2 separate regions of the Mus musculus genome follow, and region 1 is linked to region 2. Evidence: chromatin contacts called from public Hi-C data. All regions are on one chromosome and are shown on one strand. Each heading gives the region's core, a stretch centred on a gene start, on an enhancer-like site or on the middle of the called end of the contact. The rest is flanking DNA. Distances are from core to core; before and after follow the strand shown.

The links. A called contact is a pair of places that touch in the nucleus more often than the background predicts.
Region 1: a Hi-C map of uterus shows a contact between it and region 2, with 4 times the contacts expected there. The contact joins two enhancer-like sites. A contact is called at or near these places in 1 of 15 datasets of contacts at CTCF or cohesin (large pre-B cells), 10 of 484 Hi-C or Micro-C datasets (the MC3T3-E1 cell line, bone marrow-derived DN2 thymocytes, bone marrow-derived macrophages and 5 more), 2 of 115 datasets of contacts at active chromatin or transcription factors (fibro-adipogenic progenitors and large pre-B cells) and 3 of 9 other capture datasets (adipose tissue, embryonic stem cells and liver).

What each region holds. Positions count from the first base shown.
Region 1 is chr13:83,649,248-83,655,945 of GRCm38.p6, forward strand. It overlaps Mef2c (myocyte enhancer factor 2C), which reads left to right. Exons shown (of 11, transcript NM_001347575.1): 7 at 3,567-3,739; 8 at 5,351-5,374; 9 at 6,260-6,389. Gm52044 (a long non-coding RNA gene) reads right to left here. Exons shown (of 3, transcript XR_003950630.1): 3 at 1-6,698. Among named protein-coding and RNA genes, the nearest start is that of Gm52044, 9.7 kb to the right of the region's middle. Within about 2 kb of position 3,129, at least 46 of the 459 cell types and tissues checked have an H3K27ac peak or open chromatin away from gene starts, as enhancers often do. A contact at or near this core is called in uterus, where this site is marked.
Region 2 is chr13:83,456,819-83,463,567 of GRCm38.p6, forward strand. No RefSeq gene overlaps it. Among named protein-coding and RNA genes, the nearest start is that of Gm33274, 14 kb to the left of the region's middle. Within about 2 kb of position 4,938, at least 22 of the 459 cell types and tissues checked have an H3K27ac peak or open chromatin away from gene starts, as enhancers often do. A contact at or near this core is called in uterus, where this site is marked.

The sequences.
Region 1 (6,698 bases), core at 1,879-4,378, 190 kb after region 2:
GGAGGCTGCGGTTTCCCAGCCAACTTAAATGCAGGCTCTTCTTAGCAATGAGCCACACACATGCATTCATCATTGACTTCCAAATGATAGGTTTCAATATCACTGGTCTAGGGTCCACAGTCTCACATTCCTGAATCTATATTATGCCAAAAGAATAACAATTTGGTGGCTGGAAACAGAAATGGTTATTATACTTCTCCAAAATGCTAGCTGGCACAATATTCTAAAAATAGCAGAAATTCACTCATAAAAAATAGCATTTATTTGTTCATAAAAAATAATTTTATGCTCCGAAAATATAAGTGTAAAAATGTCATGCTTAACTGCCATTTATCCTTCTTCTTTTGAAATTACTTGGCTAATTTTCCATTTGATTGTTTATTTAAACCAGATCTCACACAGGGTTAACATGTACATGACACCTTAAAACTATGGAACTAATCTTCTAAAATGGTGTAATTTCCAAATAGCAGCACATATTTCAAGAGAGACATAGAATGCTTTTGATTCCATTTTTTGCTTCTGAGGTGTTTACTGAGTGGAAAACCACGTATGTGTGCTTCCTTTTCCCCTGCTCACTGCCGCTCCAAAGCGCTGTTTTAAAATGTGGGCAGAAAGACTGGGGCTTTTTTTGGACTGTCTCTGAGTTTACCATAGAAAATGTTTTTGAAGAGACTTTTTTTTTGCACAGCCTCTGTGAAGCTCTCCACTTTCTCACACTGGCCCCGTGCTTGTCCTATCTTAGGACAGCACATGTCGTGAAGTGGTTTTACTTCCTTTTAGCAGAATTACTGCTCCATGCAAACCAGCACCAGCATCTACCCAGGCAGGATTTTAGTTTCTCATCCTTTCAGGCTTCACTGCCCTGCTTAACTGACATTTCTTCTTCTTCTTCTTTTGAAATTACTTGGCTAACTTTCCATTTGATTGTTTATTTAAACCAGATCTCACAGAGGGTTAACATGTTTGTGATGTGTGTCTGTGTGTGTGTGTGTGTGTGTGTGTGTGTGTGTGTGTCTGTGTGTGTGTGTGTGTGTGTGTGTGTGCGCGCGCGCGCACTCAAACTTCAGCAGGCAGGAATGCATGCTGCAGATATCTTGGTCTCCTCCTTTCCTTTTCGTGTAGGGACTCTACAATTCTGTTAAAGGCCCTAACACAAAATAACGTTCCAAGGAGACCCATTAAACACAGAACTCCTCTGTGCAGCCTAACTCACCCATTATCTTTCTTACAGAGTACGATTTGTTTATATTTCTTTTAGTGAGAAAGGGTAAATGTATTGTTTCAAGTAAGAACTTTTACCATCAAACACTGTCCAAATTAACTGTAACAGATAATTTGGGGTTTGACATATTTTCCTAGCTATAATTTAGCAACTTTTCTTGATGTTTTATTATAGAAGACTAATTTGTATTCAAATTCGGTGCAAATTTCTTAAACAACGACTTTGTAGTTGGCACTTGTTTTGGGGATGTTTCATTTGTTTTATTTTCATTTTGCCTCAAGATACTTGTTAATTTTTACCATGATCCAGTTGCAAGATTGAACCTTGCGAGTTTTTATATATTCAGCCTATTCATTTATTCATGAAACAAAGCAGGTAAATGAATTGGATATGAAGAATAAGTGTGTTTTGGACCACATGACCCAAATATATTTTAATTCAGAGAGTCCCCAGTGGGACAGTTTGGGAAGAAAGGAGCCAACGTGGGGTAGAAGGAACAAGAGAAGGTGAATATATTGAAGTGCATTGTGTAAGTGTGCGAGCATGTCATAATGAAACCATGACTTCATACAATTAGTATTGGCATAGCAAAACATTTCTGTAAGTATCTCTTTGAAACATGCTTGTGCGTTCCCCTCCCAACTCCTTGTTTTCTTTCTGAAGCTATTGCCATAGACTCAAGAAAGATCCATACACATAGGCTTTTCCAAGACCACCCTTTCCAGTGTTGCAGATGTCTAACCATTCAGGGACCAGTTTCTATCACTGTTCTGAAACTGGGTAGTCTCTACTTCTAACATATCATCATAAAATTGGAAGTCCCCACTGACCATCTTCTCCAAAGAGCACCTACGAAGAGAACCCTGTTTTCACTGGCTCCTTTGTAAGCAGATCCCTCCCAGTTTTCTTAAAGATGCTGGGTAAAATCCTCCCTCAGCCTGCCTCTTACCCAGTTACCGAAGTCAGCTGCCTAACTTACCTCTTCTTCTCATTTGTTGAAATACACATTAGTTCCTACCTCTTCCTAAACTTGCATTAGGTAATCTCTTCTCCCATAGATATTGAATAACATATAATCTATATTATTCTACAACCGTTTTGCCCTTGGTTTTTTTTTTTTTGTTTGTACATGTTCCATAAGTGTGCATTGCTTAACTGCAAAGAAATCTCAGAGCCCTCCAAGGCTGCCTTTGCCTTCCTGCTGAGAAGCACATGGTCTCCTTCTTCTAAGAGTAATAGATAGTTGTGTTTTATAATGATGGTAATAATGAATATAACAATAAAATTAACCATCTCCTTTAATGGTACTTGGAAGACGACTGGCTAGTTTTCTAGGAAGCATTATTGAATCCAGCAGTGGGTTTCTCCTATTATCCCTCAGGAAACCAACAGATAGCTTCCCAGGTTGGCTCCTACTCCACTTCAAGATGCCTTTCCAACCAACGCCTCAGCTGCTCCTATCAGTGAGGGTAGTGCGTTTTAAAAGTGGAAAACAGAGGCTTTCAAATACCTACTTTGTTAGTAGGAGGCTAAATATCAGATTCTGGAAGAGCCTTAATTCTTAGCGATTAGTGAACTCTCCCTGTGTCTGAATGAGTCAGCACTTGCCTGGAGGCACCATGGTTTCAGTGCCTGAGGACTGCCACTTTTGAAGATTCTCAGGAGCAGGAAGTGTGCAAGGCTTCAGGCCATGTGCTGAACTTGGTGAGGAGAGTAAACTTGAAGTAAGAAAGGCCATGGAGAGAGAGTATTCACTTAGAGTGGAGAAGACTGAAGAGCAAAATGTACGTGCAGTTTTTCCTCCTCCTGCCCGCCCGCCCTAGAAATTACAGCCTTGGTGCCTTGCCCCTTCTTCATCTGAGGACACACAGACACACAGAATCAAACCCAAACCAAAGAACTGGAAGAGTGAGTCACTCCAGCCAGCCTCTGCCAAACTCGTCAATTAAGTGCAGGATCAGTTATGCACTTTTCTTAGATCCTGAACTGGCTGTCTGAATCTCTTCCGGAGGGTGGAGGAGGGGGAGAAAATAATAATAATAATAACAAATGATGATAATAATAATAAATTTTAAAAACATATGATATGCAGATTTCTGATCAAGTTAAAGATTTGCTTTCTTCTTATAAAAATAAAAAGTTTGTAATATCCTTTTGGAGGTATATGAAACAATTAACTGGCAAGCTGCCTTTCCCACAGAAGTTAAATCAGTCAGCCTTCATGTGTTGATTTGTATGACTCACAGCTAGGCGTATCCTTTTATCTTCATATGAGCTGTTCTTTAAAAACATGCACACGCCTCGATTTCTCCCTGAGTTTTGTCATCTCTTGTGTTAACAGGGAATGGATACGGCAACCCCCGGAACTCACCAGGCCTGCTGGTCTCACCTGGTAACCTGAACAAGAATATACAAGCCAAATCTCCTCCCCCTATGAATCTAGGAATGAATAATCGTAAGCCAGATCTCCGCGTTCTTATCCCACCTGGCAGCAAGAACACGATGCCATCAGTGGTAATGCACAGCTCTGTTCTTAATACATGTTGATGATATCTTATCTGTATCTACTAATTGTCTAGATAGGAATTTCTTAGGACATCCCAGACGATTAACACTGACTGAGGATGTTTTAATCGTATTGATGGGGTTGTAGTCACTGATTTTGCATTTTCCTTTCCTATATTAAAAAATTCCAATAAACCCTTCTTCTGGATAGTCTTTCTAGAATAAGAAAAAACATTCCTTCGTAAGACTGTCCGTTTATACTTAGAAAAATAATTCTAACCCTGATCAAATCATATTCCATAGGAATTCCATACTTATGTGGGGTATTTCATGAGAGAATTTTTACATTATTGAGCTACTTATGTTCTCAGAATGCTGACTGACAGTGAAAAATACTTTCACTGATTCCTCAATGAGGTTTCTTACATTAATTGGGAATACTTTCTTACATATCACTTCTTTAATATCTAATATATCATATGCCTTTGCATTGTCTCAGTTAATCTTTGCCTATTGTAGTTTATGAAAATATCTAACTCTCAGAACCCAAGAAATTTTGAGAACCAATGTTACATTTTAAACCAAAATAAGTAGTAGAAGCTTTTAAGTGAAAATATAGACATATGAAATGTAAACTTAAGCATATATAAAATCTCATGCTGTATCATTTTCTTGCTCTGAGACTTGTGCATAAGATGAAAAGAATATTGTGGTATCAAGCCCAAAAACAAAGATAGGTAGTAGGTAGGTACAATGATAGAAGATAGATAGATAGATAGATAGATAGATAGATAGATAGATAGATCAATAGATGACAGAGTGTTCTCCAAATCAGCAAAACTTAACAATGAGAACATATATAGCAAAGACTTAGCAGATAGATTTAAATTACCCCACAAACATTTCCTTCTGTTTTGCTTTGTTTTAGAATTCTCTGTTCTGTGCCATGCCTAGGAGTGAAATAGTCCTGTGAACTGATTGTTTATTATATATTCATTTTGTGCATTTAGCTAAAATCAAATAACATGTGACATTTCCTTTAGAAAAGCCTGAGTCTAAGAAATAAAACCTCCCACAGTGATGCTGTGAGTGTGGGTCAGGCAGGGCACACAGTGTCTCTCATCACATTTATCCCATATCCCTTAAAACTGACACATTCCCATGGATCAGCCCCCCCTTTCTCTCTCTCTTCTCTCTCTTTCTCTCTCTCTCTCTCTCTCTCTCTCTCTCTCTCTCTCTCTCTCTCTCTCTCTCTCGCTCTCTCTCTCTCTCGCTCTCACTCTCGTCATGTATGACTCCCTTTTCCTCTAGCAAGTAGGGTTTAAAGTAGATTCCTATTATCTTTTTATCAAAGTATGGGGCACAACAGTAAACAGAGAGACAATGACCTGTGCTGCAAACAAGATAGACAGTCTTCAGGTTTGAGACAAGGAACACCTCACTAAGAGAAACAAAGAATGTCTTTGTTAAGGAGTTGTCTTTGGCATCCCGTGTGCCAAGCTGTTTAAACTGTTGCGTCTATCAGAAGATGCATCTCCTTTTGCTAGAAAGATTTTCACAGTTATAAATATTTACAGACACTAATTAATAAACTCCTTCCCTCCTTCCCCATGCTCTCAGTCTGAGGATGTGGATCTGCTGTTGGTAAGTGGGAAGGACTCGTCCCTTGAAGGGCATGCTCGGGAAGATAACAGAACTACCTCAGTGAAAGGTGCTAGCTGTGATCAAACAGAAAGATTTTAAAACTTACCTCAATAAATGAGGGTACTGATTATGCTTAAACACCATTAATTTCTAGGATCATTGACAGCCTGTGGAAAGCATAGCTGGTTTTTGTAGGCCTTTTTCCTCTGTCCCCACCTTTTACCTAAAGACCATGTTTTAAATATTAAGACTGAACTTACTCTAAAATAGAAACACAAAAATGCATCTTTAGCTATTAAATAGTAAGACACTTATTCTTTCAAAATTTAAAATACCAGGATTTTGAGCGTAAGCATCCTTTACCTCCTGGCTATTAGGAGTTAAATACTGGCATTAGCTACTTTGCCATCCTTTTGCAAGGAAGTCGAAGCAGAAGAAAGTGGTCATAGCGCCACCTGCTGGCCATAACATAGCCTGAATCATATCTATCAGCTCTGCTGTACATAGAACTGATCACAAAACCCACTATGGTTGATTTTAATTTTTTAATTTGCATTTGAATAAAACTGAAACAATAGCAGTACAGTATACATATTTCATCAGTTCTCAACGTAGTCTGTTTTTACCCATAATAAAGCTATGGTACTTGTTACTAGTTCAGTTGCCTAGGAGATACTGATGTAATGGGTTACTATGGCAACAGCTGGTCTCTTGAAGGATTGTAAATGATAGGGTTGGCAGAGTTCATAGAGACACATGTTAAATGATTAATTTCATGAGCTTTGTACCAACTTATTTCTTTATGTGAAAAACTAATAGTGAGACCTAATATTTTTAACTTTTTAAAATCTGCCACCAATAATGTCTTTTTATTTACTTTAAAAGAATCAAAGGATAAATAACTCCCAGTCGGCTCAGTCATTGGCTACCCCGGTGGTTTCCGTAGCAACTCCTACTTTACCAGGACAAGGAATGGGAGGATATCCATCAGCCATTTCAACAACATATGGTACTGGTGAGTAGCTTTGCTATGTGCAAATATTACAGTAAACACTTTAAAAAGCATATTTTAAAAGTTATTTTCTTTGCCCTGTTGGGAGCTCGTGTGGGGCCTGTGTCCAGAATGCATGGTACAAGCACCTCTGTCTTACTCAGTGATCTACAGTGCTCCTTTTTAAGTGATGGGAAGTTTTATTTACTCAAATCGAATTCAATATTTCAAAGAAACTGAGCTACTGTCTCTTTAATGTAGTAGAACACTCACTTTCTTGAAGATTTTTAATGTAAAACCTATTTCTAGATCATAAAATATATAGATCCTTTA
Region 2 (6,749 bases), core at 3,688-6,187:
AGATACTGGCTTTGGTAGCCATTAACTCAAAAATTTAAAACTATTAACTTTATTTTTTTCCTATTTAGTTTTTATTAATAAACATAAACTTAACTGCAATCCAGCTACCCTTGAAAAGGAATAAGGATAATATAGAATCCAAAGAGTTCAATGATAGCAGAGGTTACAGAGTATTGGTAGCAGATGGAATGGGGATGCTCTCCTGAGCTACAGGACCCATAGGTCAAAAGAATTTGTCGACAGTTGAAAATAGTGATCTTCTTGCTGCTCTTTCCATTCCGAAATGCTCCATAGACTCCATGATGCTCATGCCTTCTGTCACCTTCCCAAAGACTATCTTCAGCTGCTCAGTCTTGACAATGCAGATAAAAAAAAAAAAAAAAAAACCTGGGACCCACATGTGTTTGGTCCAGCATTTGCCATAGACAAGATGCCACAACCTGTGTGCTTCATGATGAAGTTCTCAGCCTCAAATTGTTTCCCATAGATGAACCTGCCATCATGCCATCATATATGTGAATTTACCACCCTAGCACATGAATCATGGGATAATTCTGTGAAAGGAGGCACCCTTACATCCACATGTTTCTCTCCAGTGCCATTGACCTTATATTAATAATTCTTCTTTTGCTTTTCTGAAATCAGGCAGAAAAAAAGTTTTCTCTCCAGACTGGAACGATAGCAATACAATGGATATGCTAATAGGTGGGGGGATATTTTTGTGGAGTTTCAACACTAGACAGAGAACTATGAAGCAACTGATGAGTTCTGGTAGAAGGAGAGTTAGTTTCTCTCAATGGTGAGTTCCCTTATTGATTGTCCATTGAAAATGTTTAGACTTGAATCCATATAAACAAAAAAGACAAAACACAGACTAAGCAGACTTTAGTAAGTCCTCTGTGTGTGTGTGCGTGTGTGTGTGTGTGTGTGTGTGTCACAATAATAATCAAAGTAAAAGAGGATATTGAATTGAATGTGGGAAGGACTGGGTAAAAAGAAGAAAAATGATGTTATTCAATGTCAACTAAAAAGTAGTTTAAAAAATAACAATAAATAATTTCCTAATTTATTTAGGAAACTGGAAAAAGCTGCTTGCCATCATTTTTGGTGTTTTGGTGGAAGCTCTAGGAGGCAGAGAGGAGAGAAAAAGGCAAGAGTTTGCACTGCCCCATCATACTGCTCCCTGTCCACTGTACTGCCAGTCATTCTCTCCCATCATAGTGCTCCCTGTCCACTGCATCACCTGTCATTCTTTCCCATCACACTGCTCCCTGTCCACTGTACCACCTATCACTCTCTCCCATCATAGTGTTCCCTTTCCACTGCATCACCTGTCACTTTTTCCCATCACAGTGCTCCCTGTCGACTGTACTGCCTAACACTCTCTCCCATCACACTGCTCCCTGTCCACTGCACTGCCTGTCACTCTCTCCCATCACTGCTCCCTGTCCACTGTACCGTGTGTCGTTTTCAGGGCATTTTCAGCTTGCTAAATCAGTTTGAATTATATTTCCTGTTACTTGCAACCAAAATATATGAACATACATATGGGAGAACACAAAAATAAGAAGGGCAATTTATACTTCTTTATGTATTCCAATCTTATGTACAAAGCCATTTAAATACTGTTGGTGTTTAAATTGTTTAATGTTAAAGTATGTGAGGCCTTTTAGATCTCAGAAATACCAAATATTACCTTCACAGAATAGTTTCTGAGATCTCAGCCGTCCGCAACAGCAGATGTCTTTACAAGAAGGAAACACAATCATGCCTTTTCAGGTTTTATATAGTTCAGTATGTCAGTGGATAGCCCATCTGGTTTACAGGTGTCAGCCCCAGAAAACTTGGGGAAGAAGTTAATGCAGAAGGGAAAATATAAGTTGAACATCCTCTGAATGGGTCTCCTCTGCTCAAGAGGAAAGGGGGGATTCTCTACCCACACATTGAGCTTTCTGTTTCTGTTTTGTAGTACTCCATCTTAGCCCCCCTCTCCCTTCACAACTGAAAGGCATTGGGGAAAATAGACCTCACCAAAGCACAAACTAGAATGACCCACAGTGCAGTGCTGGAAGACAGCCAGGTCTCCAGCATTGATGTGGTCTCCCTTAACCCCTCTGGGGTGGATACATGTCTAGGCTTAGTGACAGCAAGCTATTGCAGCAGCTGGCACACAAGGAACTAAAGTAGAGTTGCTGCAAGAAGGGTGGGCAGAAGAAACACTCCAGAAAATGCTGAAGTATAATTTCAAGCAAACTGCACTGTTTGGAATGTGGGAAACCACAGAGTAAACAGGCCAATCTGGCATGCAGTAGGCAACAGTAAGGCAGGACATTTTTAATGTGACCCAACAGATCAAAGATCTGTAGCAGTCAGCATGAAACATTATTCTACAATATTGATTCATTCTGTGAACAACTGTTTGTTGCATACCTATGAACAACTGTTTGTTGCATACCTACTATGTGCCATATCTATGACACTGGAACCTGAAGAGGAAAGAATGATTCTGTCTTTCTGTACTAAAAGCTAATGCCATCAGACACAGATGTCCAAAATACAGATAATTTTACTTTTTTTTTCTCCAGTAACAGTACATTTATGTTTATTTGGAATCCCCATTCACATCATGGCAGAAATAAGGCCTACTTTTAGTCTACTTTCCAATTAGTTGCCTATCATAACAGGGACTGGAAAAAGAAGAGAGGAGGTAAAGAGGAGAGAAGAGGAAAGGAGAGGAGAGGAGGGGAGGGGAGGGGAGGGGAGAGGAGGGGAGGGGAGGGGAGGGGAGGGGAGGGGAGGGGAGGGGAGGGGAGGGGAGGGGAGGGGAGGGGAGGGGAGGGGAGGAATCTTGACTTATCATCAACATCCTACCAGCATTCTGACCCATTTTGTGTTCATCTCCATGTGCGCATGTGGTTAAGGGAGATTCTCTGGGTCCTGTGCTCACATAGCTGTGGTTTCAGCATCCTCAGATGTTTCTCTGCTGTCTCGCTGTTCATGCATCATCTTGAATCCTGTCCAAACAGTTGCCAGCATCTACAATCTCTTCTTTCCCAGCACGCTACCATTTTATGAACTAATGACAATTTTACCAGCCCTTGACTGAGGAGAGTGTAAAAATAACTATTTTTACCCAGGTGTAATTGTCATTTTAGATGCTTACTGATGATTAAGCTCACCATTTCTCTTTCCTAACTCTTTCTGGCTGTAGCAACTTAGCTGTTCTAGCCAAAACTTCTCTCTAAGCTGGCTGATTCAAACTGGCTTCTCTCAGCTTCTCACTGAACTGCTATTTGGCCTCAAATTAACTCTTGCAATCTGTTCTTATCTTCTGGCTCCCCTTCTCTTTCTCTGGTTCATTCCATCTTCACCTGTGCCTGCATTCTGTCTCTGTAAAAAACATCCAAGTAAAAACTGGCTCTCTCTCTGTCTCTCTCTCTCTGTCTCTCTCTGTGTGTCTGTCTGTGTCTGTCTGTGTCTGTCTGTGTCTGTCTGTCTGTCTGTCTGTCTGTCTCTCTCTCTCTCTCTTTCTCTCTCCTCTGCCTTCTTAAGTAGCCTCTCTTTCAAATACTGTTCTCATACAAGCTGGCCTTATCCTCTCTCTGGCTCATTCTGTCAATGTCGATCCATCATTTTTTATGCCCCTCAATTAGAAGTAACTTTCAAACATGGCTGCTTCCTTCTACCTCCAAACCAAATTTATGTGCCTTGTTTGGGATTAAAGGTTTGTCCTATGGGCATGTCTGTTTTCAAACCAGAGGGATTAAAGGTATGTGGTGTGTCTGTATTTCAATTGGATTACATAGACCTAGAAAGTCTTTGGATGGAATCCTTTGCCAGAGCAGACATGTTGCTGGATTAAATTTTCACCTCCCAACTCCCTGCAACAATATTCCCTCACCACCAGATCCAATTTCCCCTCCTCCACTTCAGAAAAAAAAAAAAAAAAAAAAGAGCAGGCCTCCAAAAGATAAGAACTGAACAGGACAAAGCAAGATACAAGATAAGGCAAAAGCCCTCATATCAAGGCTAGACAAGGCAACTCAGTAGGAAAAAAAAGGAGTCCCAATAGCAGACAAAGAGTCAGAGACACGCCCCATCTGACTGTTAGGAGTCCCACAAAAACAGTAAGCTAACAACTGTAACATATACACAAAGGACCTATTTAAATATTATAGCACTGTTCTTGTGCTAAAAGTTAAAATAAACACTGTGAGGTTATGAAAAACAAAGCATGGAGTAAAGCCCCAAAACAGAAGTCAGGCAGAAAATTATGAATTTTCTCCTATGTTCTTTAGCAAGTATCTATTTGACTACTAACTTCCGTTACAACAATTGGAGCATCTTTGTATGTTACAGGGTCTGGAGCAACACTTTTTCCAGCTTGAATTAAAGTTTTAATGTTTCAAATCTGACTTTAAGATCTTTTGTCAAAGTATGTGGAGATACAATAGGCAGAGACTGTTCACCATTCATGAGTGTTAAATTTCCTAGCAGCAGTTTGTCTTGCAAATTCTACCAGCACACGTAAAACCTTCCTTTGGTCCTTTAGTGAACCCCAAGAAAAAAATCCCACAGACCCACATCACTCTTCCCAACTTGCATTCAGAATTCAGAAGCTGAGCATGCTCAGTGGATCTGACAGGGAGTACTACTGAGGCCTCAACTCTAAATAAATAGTTTAAAATAAAAAGTTGTATAAACATCAGGCCATGCCAATGATGCGGTTTAAGAGGGAGTGCTGTAAACACAAAGTAAATTAAATGGGATCTGCTTTTGTGGGGTAGAGGGCTACTTAGACTGGCTATTATAGAGAAGATTCTGTTGTGTGGTGCGACAGCACGTACCCATGTGGCTAACCTACAACTGGTAGAAGAAACAAATCCCACCCATACCTAGGACTGGTGCCACAGCCAGACCACAATTCCTTTGGGGATGAACTTAATTTGCTGAAAATGAAGGCCAGGCTCTGTTGCAGCTCATTAGCTGGTTACAGACACACTACAAGAGAAGAAAGTGGAATTTGGTCAATGTTCCAAATTCTACATGTGCTGTGAATAAAACAGACTATTGTTTTTTTGATAAAGAAGTATTGTTTTGAATGTGCAGATTGGCTAAGTAAAGCCAGCAGAATTTTTTGGCCAAATATAGTCTCTTGCTCACTCCTAAAAATCCTAGCTTTCAAATTAGGAGCTGAAGTCATTGAAAAAAAAAAAAGTTTACATTCCTTCAGCCTGCTGCCGCAAAGCCAAACAAATGTTTGGCTTAAAGTTCACTTACATCTCTTTCATGAACCTTTTCTTTAACCTGGAAGTCTGAAAAATACCATTTCTTTTTATCAAGTCATTTAGTGTGTGTTTGTGTGTGTGTGTGTGTGTGTGTGTGTGTGTGTGTGTTTGTGCATGTGTATGTGTGTGTGTTTGTACATGTGTGTGAGTGTGTGTGAGTGCCTGTGTGTATGAGTGTGTGCTTGTGCATGTGTATTAGTGTGTGTGAGTGTGGTGTGTGTGTGTGTGTGTGTGCATGTGTGTGAGTGCATGTGTGTGTGTGTTCACACTAACCAACAGTATTATGGGGTCAGTGTAGTGGTGTAAAGCATGTGGGCCATATTCAAACTTAAAGAGACCCATGACTTTATAGCTTCTGGCATGATTTAGGTCACAGTCACAAACTGATTTTTTTAAGCATCATTAACCACTGAATGGACAAGGAATGTGTTATTTTCAAGAAGTTTCTTTGGTGCCAGTTCAGGCAATAAAAATCTTAAGATGGGGTCAAGCAGGGAGGGTAGCCTACTATGCAGTTGCCTTCTCAATAGACATTTTTTTCAAAACCATAAAAATATCATGCCATTTGACAGTGAATTCAAACACAGACTGGATAGCATGGGCTGACAGCATCAGTTTGCTTTAGGAAAATCTTTTGATGGCCAATTTCTGCACAGTCCATAAGACTAGTGATTTGGCACTACAAAGGGCACTATCAAAGATGATAAACTTGAGGGACTAAGTATGCAAGGTTTTTATGATCCTTGGTACATTCTCCATGTGATACCCTTTTCAGGTTATCCAAAATTTTGCTATATTTTTTTTTATTTTGCTATAGTGATGTTACTGACATTAATTGAATTCTCTATTGGGAAGCAAGCATAGAATAGTTTCAATCAAACCCTTTTACAACACTTTGACCACAGTAACCCATGCCCAAATCTGAAGAAAGGGAAAAGGAGGAGCCTTGTGTGGTTCCTTCTATCTCTTTGATTTCCACTACTCCATGAACTGGTAGGGCTATTTTGTTTGCAAAAGTACTTAGTTTTCAAACTGCAAGGATTTGAAAGAAGAGTGAAAATGTCATGTTGCTGAGTTGTAGTTCTCCTTGGATCAATTCTAATTTCTTCCTCACCTTATGCAAACATTAGAACTAAAGATGGCTCTTGTCATATGGAAAGAAAAATAAATAAACCCTATATCTTAAAATATTATATACATAGTAACTTCTGTCAAGGAAACATCAAAATCCTGACTTTATACTCACAGAGTCCCTGAACTCTCCCTTCAGAAGCTATGCTTTCCTGTTGCAGTAATTTAATAAAACTTTACCTATATTATACCATCAGAATAATAGTGACCACGCTATCAATGTGTTTTTATATTTGTGGGATTATGGTCTATTTTCATAGATGCCAAATTTGTAAATTTTTATACTCTTGTTCCTTTACAAACTATCAGCAATGCTTTTGACTTATAGGT